2 separate regions of the Triticum aestivum genome follow, and region 2 is linked to region 1. A link is a contact called in public Hi-C data. All regions are on one chromosome and are shown on one strand. The core of a region is the stretch at or near the end of the contact, and the rest is flanking DNA. Distances in the headings are between cores, read along the strand shown. Region 1 has its middle 14 kb from the start of LOC123122859. Region 2 holds the start of LOC123122860 (phytochrome C).

Region 1 (4,748 bases), core at 1,434-3,933:
GGGATCTAGACTGAAACCTAGTCCTCGGAGGAAGTGGGAGACGAATACGACACTCTCGCCAGGTTCGGGAGTGGGAATGACCTGCCCTCGAGCAGGCAACCTGTGCGAGATTTCGTCGGTCAAATACCTAGCTTCTCTTAGCTTCTTGATGTCCTCCTCTGTGACGAAGGAGGGCATCCACCGACCTTGAAGGTTGGATCCGGACATGATTGTAGGTCCGAAGCGCCTAGCCTGAGCCTTGGGTGTTGGAACTCGAGGAGGGGGAAGGATTCGATTGAGCGCGAGAAGAAGGGGACATGCCTAGGCCCCTTTATAAAGAGGATGAATATCAAGCGTCCTCCGCGTGGCCGTTTGGGACTTGCCTAAAATCGAGGAGTCATACCAACAGGCACGATTGGGTTACCCATACCCGTATTGATGAGAATCCCGTGAAAAAAGGGACACGATCTCTGCTTCGACAAGACGTGCCAAGGAAACCGCCTCGCAATATGTGCAGTGGCTGGTTGTGGAAAAAACGTTCGAATAATGGCCGGGCCGTGGTGTGATGTCATGCTGCAGAATGCGTTAGCAGATTAGATTTGTGGAAATATTATTCTCTCTACGGTGGTACGTGGAATTTGTTTTGCAGAGCCGGACACTATCCTTGTGTTCAAAATCTTCTATGGAGTATTTGGAGGAGGAACCCGCCTTGCAATGCCGAAGACAATCTGCGCGCCGGACTCATCGTCATTGAAGCCTGGTTCAGGGGCTACCGAGGAAGTCCTGGATTGGGGTCCTCGGACAGCCGGACTATATCCTTTCGCCGTACTGTTGGACTATGAAGATACAAGATTGAAGACTTCGTCCCGTGTTCGGATGGGACTCTCCTTGGCGTGGAAGGCAAGCTTGGCAATACGGATATGTAGATCTCCTCCCTTGTAACCGACTCTGTGTAACCCTAGCCTCCTCCGGTGTCTATATAAACCGGAGGGTTTAGTCCATAGGACAAGAACAATCATACCATAAGCTAGCTTTTAGGGTTTAGCCTCTACGATCTCGTGGTAGATCAACTCTTGTAATACTCATATCATCAAGATCAATCAAGCAGGAAGTAGGGTATTACCTCCATCGAGAGGGCCCGAGCCTGGGTAAACATCGTGTCCCCGCCTCCTGTTACCATCCGCCTTAGACGCACAGTTCGGGACCCCCTACCCGAGATCCGCCGGTTTTGACACCGACAGCGCCTGCGCCCTCCGCCCGCCCCAGCCGCCCACGCCCGCCCGCGCCCCGGCCACCGCGCCGCGCTCCGGCCACGCGCGCCCGCGTCCCGGCCACCGCGCCGCGCCCCAGCCGCCAATGCCCCGCCCGCGCCCCGGCCACCGCGCCGCGCCCCAGCCACCGCGCCGCGCCCCAGCCGCCCGCGCCCTCCACCACGCCGCGCCCCAGCCGCCCGTGCCCGCGCCCCGGCCACCGCGCCGCGCCCGCGCCCTCCACCGCGCCGCGCCGCGCCCCACCCGCCCCCCGTCTCGCCCCGCCTGCGCCCCGGCCCGCCCTCGCCCCGCCCCGCCGCGCCGCGTCGCGCCCGCCTCGCCGCCGCGCTCGCTCTCGCCCCGCCGCGCCCTCGCCCCGCTGCGCCCTCGCCTCGCCCCGCCCCGCCTCGCCCCGCCCCGCTCGCTCACGCCTCGCCGCCGGCCGCGCCCGCCTCGCCATGCCTCGCCCCGCCGCGCCCGCCTCGCCGCCGGCCACGCCCCGCTCACGCATGCCTCGCTGTCGGTGCTCGTCACGGGCAGAGAGAGAAAAGGAGGAGAGAGAGGTGGGGCTGACACATGGGGCCGGCGGACATGCAGCGGACGAGGACGCCACAAACTCGTCTGTTTCGTGTCCGCTTTTACCTCAAAGCCATCGCAAGTTTAGGTCGCGAATGGGGTCGAACGGACAGAAAAATAAGATGGGGTCTGCGGTTGGATAGCGTTGTTTGTCCGTTTTGCCACAAACGGGCAGAACGGGGTCGTGCGGTGGAGTTGGCCTGAATGGGTTGCGCTAAAAAAACACAGTGAATTGGATATTGCCTAAAAACCGATAAATGTGTCAGTGTCACTGTCAAAAGAAATAAAAACAAAAGGCTTTTGGGATCGACATCACCTGGGCGGATGTGCACGGAAGCCTGGTACTTTGCGGCAAGTTGCTGTTGCGTCCCGTGCCGCCGTTGATCAGGCTTCAGAGTGCCCTTGCTGCAAGTTGCCGACTTGCAGCCAACCGGGCAACCATGTGCCATCCCCGCCCTAAACGGACGCCCGATACGTCTACTCTGATCTTCCCAATCTCCTCAAACTGCGTGCTGCTCCTCTACCTCGCTGCCACGTGTATCTGTCTCCATTCTTAATTCGCTTGTTCTAGCAGCCTCGGCCGCCCCCGGCATGGCCGCATCGGCATCATGTCAGACTGTCAGACTGTGTCAGTGCGTTCGGCGTACCGACAGCCTTGTTAGACTGTCGGCTGCATTTTAATCCAGAGAAATTCGCTCCATTGCCACCGGCGCCGGAGACGATGCTGGATCTCTTCCTTGTCTCCGAGTCTGAGATAACACGCACGCACGCACGCACGCAGAAACGTGCTTCAGCCGATCGTCTCCGTGGCAGGCCGTGCACCACCTGCGTGCACGATTGGGATGAGGAGTTAATTTCTTTTTGGTTTCTTTCCGTGATTTTTTCTGGTATAATCGGTGTGGGCGCCGCTGCGCTGGGGACGAATGTCTTGGGGGTCCATCTGGCTTGCCCTTTGCATATTCCATCGATCCTTTGTCTGCAATTGCTCCAAGAAATTGACGTCCCGCCCTCCCCGTAGTGCAAAGGGAACAAGTAAAGCTTCCCTGGATTATTTCCTTTTCGGCACAACTCTTTTCTGCCTTTGGCTCGGAATTTCCCTGAAAGCGAGAAAGGCAGCGGATTCTGCGTGGATAAGGGCGAAATTCCTGAGAGAGTACGCCCAGCACGATCCATCATCGATAGCGGTGCTTGTCATGTAAAATCCGGTTGAACGGAACAGTACCGACCGGCCGATGGCTGTTGCGACACCAAGCTAGTAGATGAAGATTATCGTGTTGCCGGGCTACCGGTGATATCTGCTTATAGTACGAGAAAACAACTAACGGTAAAGATGACGAACTGGCAAGGCGTTGGTCGCCATCGCCATTGGGAACAACTTGCGCATGCGCCCTTTTTTGTGGGTCACCTTCCGTTACTTCTTTCGGCAGGGGTTTGTGTGGATGCAAACGAACCGTTGGTGCACTACACACGGGCTCACGTCGTCCGTAACCCCCGGCCATCCAACCATTTCGTTTTTGTTGCAGTACACACGTGTTCACGTCGTCCGGCCCTATATTCGCCCTACGTTTCGGCTGGGGTCATCAGACATTCCAATTTTCAAGCGTTTGAAACCTGTTTGAGGTGTCCGGGTCGATCGGTTTGTTTGACCGGTCTGCCCACACGGGTATTTGAGGCCTGTTTGAGACGTTCAGGTGGATTAGTCGTTTTGACCGGTCCGTCCCGCGTGGGTGTTTGAGGGCGGTTTGAGACAGCCAACTATGGATTCTCTAAGGTCAACTCCAACACGGCCCAACAGGTGCGCTCAGGAGAACTATTCGTCTCGTGTCCGCCTTGACGCAAATCTGATGCAAATTTGGGGATTGATTTGCGTCCACGCGGACACCGGACGGATGCGCATGCGTCCTCTTGTCGTCTGTCATCGGGCCCACATGTCGGCCATGCATCGGCTTCCCGCCGGCCCCATATAATCCGCATGCGTGGAAGGGCCCGCCTGTCAGCCGCCCAACCACCCCCGACGCGTCTTTTTAATGGCATTCAATAGCTCCAGTGTTGTCACAAAAGATAGTCATTGGATCTGATGCACTAGGTATTACACCCAGATCGAATATGAACTCCTTCTTGCGCTGCTTCCGAAGCAGCTATATACTTCGCATCCTGCCACGGCGCTCTGCTTGGAACTGCACCAACTGACTACTCCATCATTTAATAAATATGTATCCGGTTTGAAGCTTAGAGTTATCCGGATCTGTGTCGAAACTAGCATCAACGTAACACTTTATGACGAGCTCTTCGTCACCTCCATAAACGAGAAACATGTCCTTAGTCCTTTTCAGGTACTTCAGGATATTTCTGACTGAGGAAAATACTTACCTCTACTATACTGCATCATCCTCTCCTCTTCGAGGAAATCCCAAAATCAACTCACAAGTAGCAGTATTATGCAAGATTAATTATGAATGGCTTTACAACAATACCTAAAGTTTATAATTTTTCTATTATACTAATGAATCTCATGAGGTTTCTATTGAGTTATGTGTGATGAAGTTTTCAAGTTTTGGGTGAGATCGCAATGGATGAAGGAATAAGGAGCGGCAAGACCCTAAGCTTTGGGGTGTCCAAGGCACCCCAAGGTAATATTCAAGGAAGACCCAAGCTTCTAAGCTTGGGGATGCCCCTGGTGGCATACCCTCTTTCGCCCATAATTCATCGATATGTTAGTTGGAGCTACAGTTTCATTCATCACATGATATGAGTTTTACTTGGAGCGTCTTGTGCCATAGTTTTCTTTTGCTTGCTTATTAGTTTTCCACAATCATTGGTTGCTGGACACACTTTTTGAGAGGGACACACATTAATTGTGATTTGTTAGAATACTCTATGTGCTTCAATTATATCTTTTGAGCTAGGCAGTTGCTCTTGTGCTTCACTTATATTTGTTAGAGA
Region 2 (4,748 bases), core at 1,077-3,576, 220 kb after region 1:
TCATGGTCTAAGGAAATGATACTTGACATTGGAAAAGCTCTAGCAAACGAACTACACGATCTTTGTGCTATGCTTAGGATTGGGTCTTGTCCATCACATCATTCTCCTAATGATGTGATCCCGTTATCAATGACATCTAATGTCCATAGTCAGAAAACCATGACTATCTGTTGATCAACGAGCTAGTCAACTAGAGGCTCACTAGGGACATGTTGTGGTCTATGTATTCACACATGTATTACGATTTCCGGATAACACAATTATAGCATGAACAATAGACAATTATCATGAACAAAGAAATATAATAATAACCATTTTATTATTGCCTCTAGGGCATATTTCCAACACCATGGCCTCACGACGCTCCCGGCTGCTGGACCGGGCCTGGAGGGCCGAGAAGGACAAGAGAGCAGAGACCGAAGACAAAAGGGGGCTCGCTGGAATAGATGAAGGCGTCGACTAGCAGAAGAGAAACACTTTTCCCCTTTCGTTCTCCTCCCCTGGTGTACCCAGATTCATCTTCCTTCCTCTATAAACGAATTTGTGTATCCAGGAGCATAACATATTCACATGTGTGTTAACTTTGTGGACTGCAGATGCTATTAGCTCAAACAAAATGCAACATCTCATCTGGACCTCGGATAGGCGAGCGAGGCATGGGTTGCAGGATCAGCCTTCGGCATGCTATACGTGCCTCCAAGAGGAGGACAATGCGGAACACATCTTGGTCCAGTGCGTGTATGCTACGGAAGTGTGGCATATCATGTTCGACACTTTGGGTCTGCAAGCTACCATCCCAGAAGTGCATGACCACCTCTTGGATTGGTGGTTGACGCAGAGAGAGAGGGAGTGGGGGATCCAAGAGGGGTTTCGACACGGTCGTTATTGCGGTCATCTGGGCACTTTGAAAGCAGCGTAATGCGCATGTCTTCAACGGGACCAACCAGCAGTTGAACGGACCAGATCTGACTAGGGCCATTATTGGGGAGTTGAAGGAGTGGAAGGCGGCAGGACTTGGGGGAGGAGGTTTTGGCGGTTACTGCGAGAGAGTAGGCTTAGGATAGCTAGGGGGTGTGTGGTGTGTTTGCCTGGGATGTATGTTAGCATTCGTCCCTAGGCTTCTATAAAACTAAGGCACGCTCTTGGCGTGCTCTCGAAAAAAAAGGTATGCAGTGATGTCATATCATACCAAAGCGAGATGATCGATCGCTCGATCCAATCACACTCGCCCCATCCGTGGCAGCAATCACCACCTTGTCCCCTCGCCGTTGCCCCGCGCTACGTGCATACAGGCAGGCTCCACCTTAAGCACAAAGAATGGTCACATTTTTTGACAGCGACGCTTGCCACCCCATTTCTGTGCGAAAAGCGAGCAAGCACGCACGCCGCCTCTGCCTAACCGATCCAGGACGACGGTTTCTTTATTCCCAAAACCTAAAAAGTGCGCGTTTATTAGTAGATGGCAGTTTAGGCCGATCTTGGCTCGAAGCATCACGCACCACACAGTCTTGGGAAAGGAATCGGGGAACTCCCCGGACGATCCTGGCCGCACGCGTGCAATCCACCGGCCAAAGATGGACACCTGCTGGGTGCCGGCACTGCCAGCATTGGCAAAATTGACAAATTTGACCTGTGAACCAAATCAAATCACAGAATGAACTGTCCGTGAAACTATTTCACGCGGCTGACTTTTTGTGTGACGTCCGACACGAAGGCGCCACACTACATTGTGCAACGCCTCACAGATAGGCGCTACATGCCTGGCCAGCGTCGCACCCGTGTGATCCGAAAATTACTAAGTTAGTGTGCAGCGCCTGAGAGCTAGGCGCCACATTATACAGTGCAGCGCCTAGCTTCTAGGCGTTGCACTAGTGGTTGCTTCATTTTGTAGTGCAACCACTAGTGCAGCGCCTGAGAGCTAGGCGCCACACTATAGTGCAGCGCCTGAGAGCTAGGCGCCACACTATAGTGCAGCGTCTAGCTCTTAGGCTCTGCACAATGACTTAGCAATTTTTAGGCAGTCTGGGGTGCAACGCTGGCCAGGTGTGTAGCGCCTATTTGTGAGGCGTTGCACAATGTAGTGTGGCGCCGGGCGTCACACAAAAAGGTCAGCCGCGTGAAATAGTTTCACGGACAGTTCATTCTGTGATTTGATTTCGTCCCCGGTCAAATTTGTCAAATTTGACGCCAAGTACACTCCGTAGATCGCAGCTGGCCGGCGTCATGGCCCCGACAAGCCAGCCATTCTTCAATTATTCCGATCAAGTGGCGCCATCGAAATTGGCCGAGCTCGTGCATTACTGCCGTGTCAGCTCTTGCGGGGAAGACGAGACGAGACGCGCCGGGGTGACGTCGTACGGCTTTCCGCTCCTCTCTCGGTTTCCCGACGCCTCTCTTGGCTCGCCTCGCCCGCCGCCGCTTCCTCCGCGCGCCGCGTATCCCCCTTCCCTTCCTTCGCTCTCCGACGCCGGGCGCCGCCGCGCCGGCCGTCCGGCCCCGGCGGATCGAGCGGGCGGGCGGTTGGTTAGTTGCGCATCGCTGTTGCTTGCTTCTTCTACCGTTTGGCGCAGGGAGGAGGAGCGTGGGGATAACATCGCTGTCCCACTCCCAGTCCCACCCGGGTGCTGCCCCCTCCTGTTCCCTTCTCACTCACTGCGTGTGCTTATCCGCGCCGGGCGAATCCAATCCCCCACTCTCCCCCGTCCTTCTCCAGAAAAGTCACGGCTTTCCCCCGCCCCTGCCCCCGCCCCGCTCTCATGATTCCCGCCGATTCCTCCTCCGCCCATTTGCCCCTCCGCGTCGCAGAATCCCCCGCGCCACCGCTGCTGCTGCCGCTCACCGTCGTGCGGTAGGGGGAGGGGCAGGAGCGAGGAGCCTAGCTCGGGGGCGGTGGTGACCGGCGGCGAGATGTCGTCGTCGCGGTCCAACAACCGGCCGGCGTGCTCGCGGGGGAGCTCGGCGCGCTCCAAGCACAGCGAGCGGGTGGTGGCGCAGACGCCCGTGGACGCGCGCCTGCACGCCGAGTTCGAGGGCTCGCACCGCCACTTCGACTACTCCTCCTCGGTCAGCGCGCTCAACCGCTCCGGGGCCAGCACCAGCTCCGCCGTCTCCGCCTACCTCCAGAACATGCAGCGGGGCCGCTACATCCAGCCCTTCGGCTGCCTGCTCGCCATCCACCCGGAGTCCTTCGCGCTGCTCGCCTACAGCGAGAACGCCGCCGAGATGCTCGACCTCACGCCGCACGCCGTGCCCACCATCGACCAGCGCGACGCGCTCGCCGTCGGCGCCGACGTGCGCACGCTCTTCCGCTCCCAGAGCGCCGTCGCCCTGCACAAGGCCGCCGTCTTCGGGGAGGTCAACCTGCTCAACCCAATCCTCGTCCACGCCAGGACCTCCGGCAAGCCCTTCTACGCCATCTTGCACCGCATCGACGTCGGCCTCGTCATCGACCTCGAGCCGGTCAACCCCGCCGACGTGCCCGTCACCGCCGCAGGCGCGCTCAAGTCGTACAAGCTCGCCGCCAAGGCCATCTCCAGGCTGCAGTCCCTGCCCGGTGGCAACCTCTCCCTGCTCTGCGATGTGCTGGTCCGGGAGGTAAGCGAGCTCACTGGCTATGACAGGGTGATGGCATACAAGTTCCATGAGGATGAGCATGGTGAGGTCATTGCTGAGTGCAGGAGGTCGGATTTGGAGCCGTATCTTGGTCTGCACTACCCGGCAACTGACATCCCACAAGCATCCAGGTTTCTGTTTATGAAGAACAAAGTGCGGATGATATGTGATTGTGCTGCCTCTCCTGTGAAGCTCATTCAGGATGACAACCTGTCACAGCCTATCAGCCTCTGTGGCTCGACCATGAGGGCACCCCATGGTTGCCATGCCCAGTACATGGCCAACATGGGCTCCATCGCGTCGCTGGTGATGTCGATCACTATAAACGAGGATGAGGATGAGGATGGAGACACTGGGAGTGACCAGCAGCCAAAAGGCAGGAAGCTGTGGGGGCTGGTGGTTTGCCATCACACGAGCCCGAGGTTCGTCCCCTTCCCGCTCAGGTATGCTTGCGAATTCCTCTTGCAAGTGTTCGGCATACAGCTCAACAAGGAGGTGGAACTTGCTTCTCAGGCAAAGGAGAGGCACATCCTCCGCACGCAGACCCTTCTCTGTGATATGCTCCTCCGGGATGCTCCTGTTGGGATATTTACCCAGTCTCCCAATGTAATGGATCTGGTGAAGTGCGATGGTGCAGCATTGTGTTACCAAAACCAGATTATGGTGCTGGGATCAACACCCTCTGAAGGAGAGATAAAGAAGATTGTCGCATGGCTGCTGGAGTGCCATGATGGCTCTACTGGACTAAGTACAGACAGCTTATTGGAAGCAGGATATCCTGGTGCGTCTGCACTCGGTGAGGTTGTCTGTGGCATGGCAGCTATAAAGATCTCTTCCAAAGGTTTTATCTTCTGGTTCCGGTCGCACACGGCAAAGGAGATCAAGTGGGGTGGAGCTAAGCATGAACCAGGTGATGCAGATGACAATGGCAGGAGGATGCATCCACGTTCTTCGTTCAGGGCCTTCTTGGAGGTAGTTAAATGGAGGAGTGTTCCTTGGGAGGATGTTGAAATGGACGCAATCCATTCTCTCCAGCTAATATTGCGTGGCTCCCTGCAAGATGAAGATGCTAACGACAACACTGCAAGGTCAATTGTTGAAGCTCCATCTGATGACATCAAGAAGATACAGGGGCT

The links. A called contact is a pair of places that touch in the nucleus more often than the background predicts.
Region 2: a contact with region 1 is called in a Hi-C map of leaf, with 6 times the contacts expected there. The contact joins the promoter of LOC123122860 here to the enhancer-like site in region 1. A contact is called at or near these places in 3 of 5 Hi-C or Micro-C datasets (all in leaf) and 1 of 1 datasets of contacts at active chromatin or transcription factors (leaf).

What each region holds. Positions count from the first base shown.
Region 1 is chr5D:468,865,253-468,870,000 of IWGSC CS RefSeq v2.1, forward strand. No RefSeq gene overlaps it. Among protein-coding and RNA genes, the nearest start is that of LOC123122859, 14 kb to the left of the region's middle. Within about 2 kb of position 2,684, at least 3 of the 8 cell types and tissues checked have an H3K27ac peak or open chromatin away from gene starts, as enhancers often do. A contact at or near this core is called in leaf, where this site is marked.
Region 2 is chr5D:469,087,610-469,092,357 of IWGSC CS RefSeq v2.1, forward strand. It overlaps LOC123122860 (phytochrome C), which reads left to right and starts at 2,327. Exons shown (of 4, transcript XM_044543222.1): 1 at 2,327-4,748. The coding sequence starts at 2,908.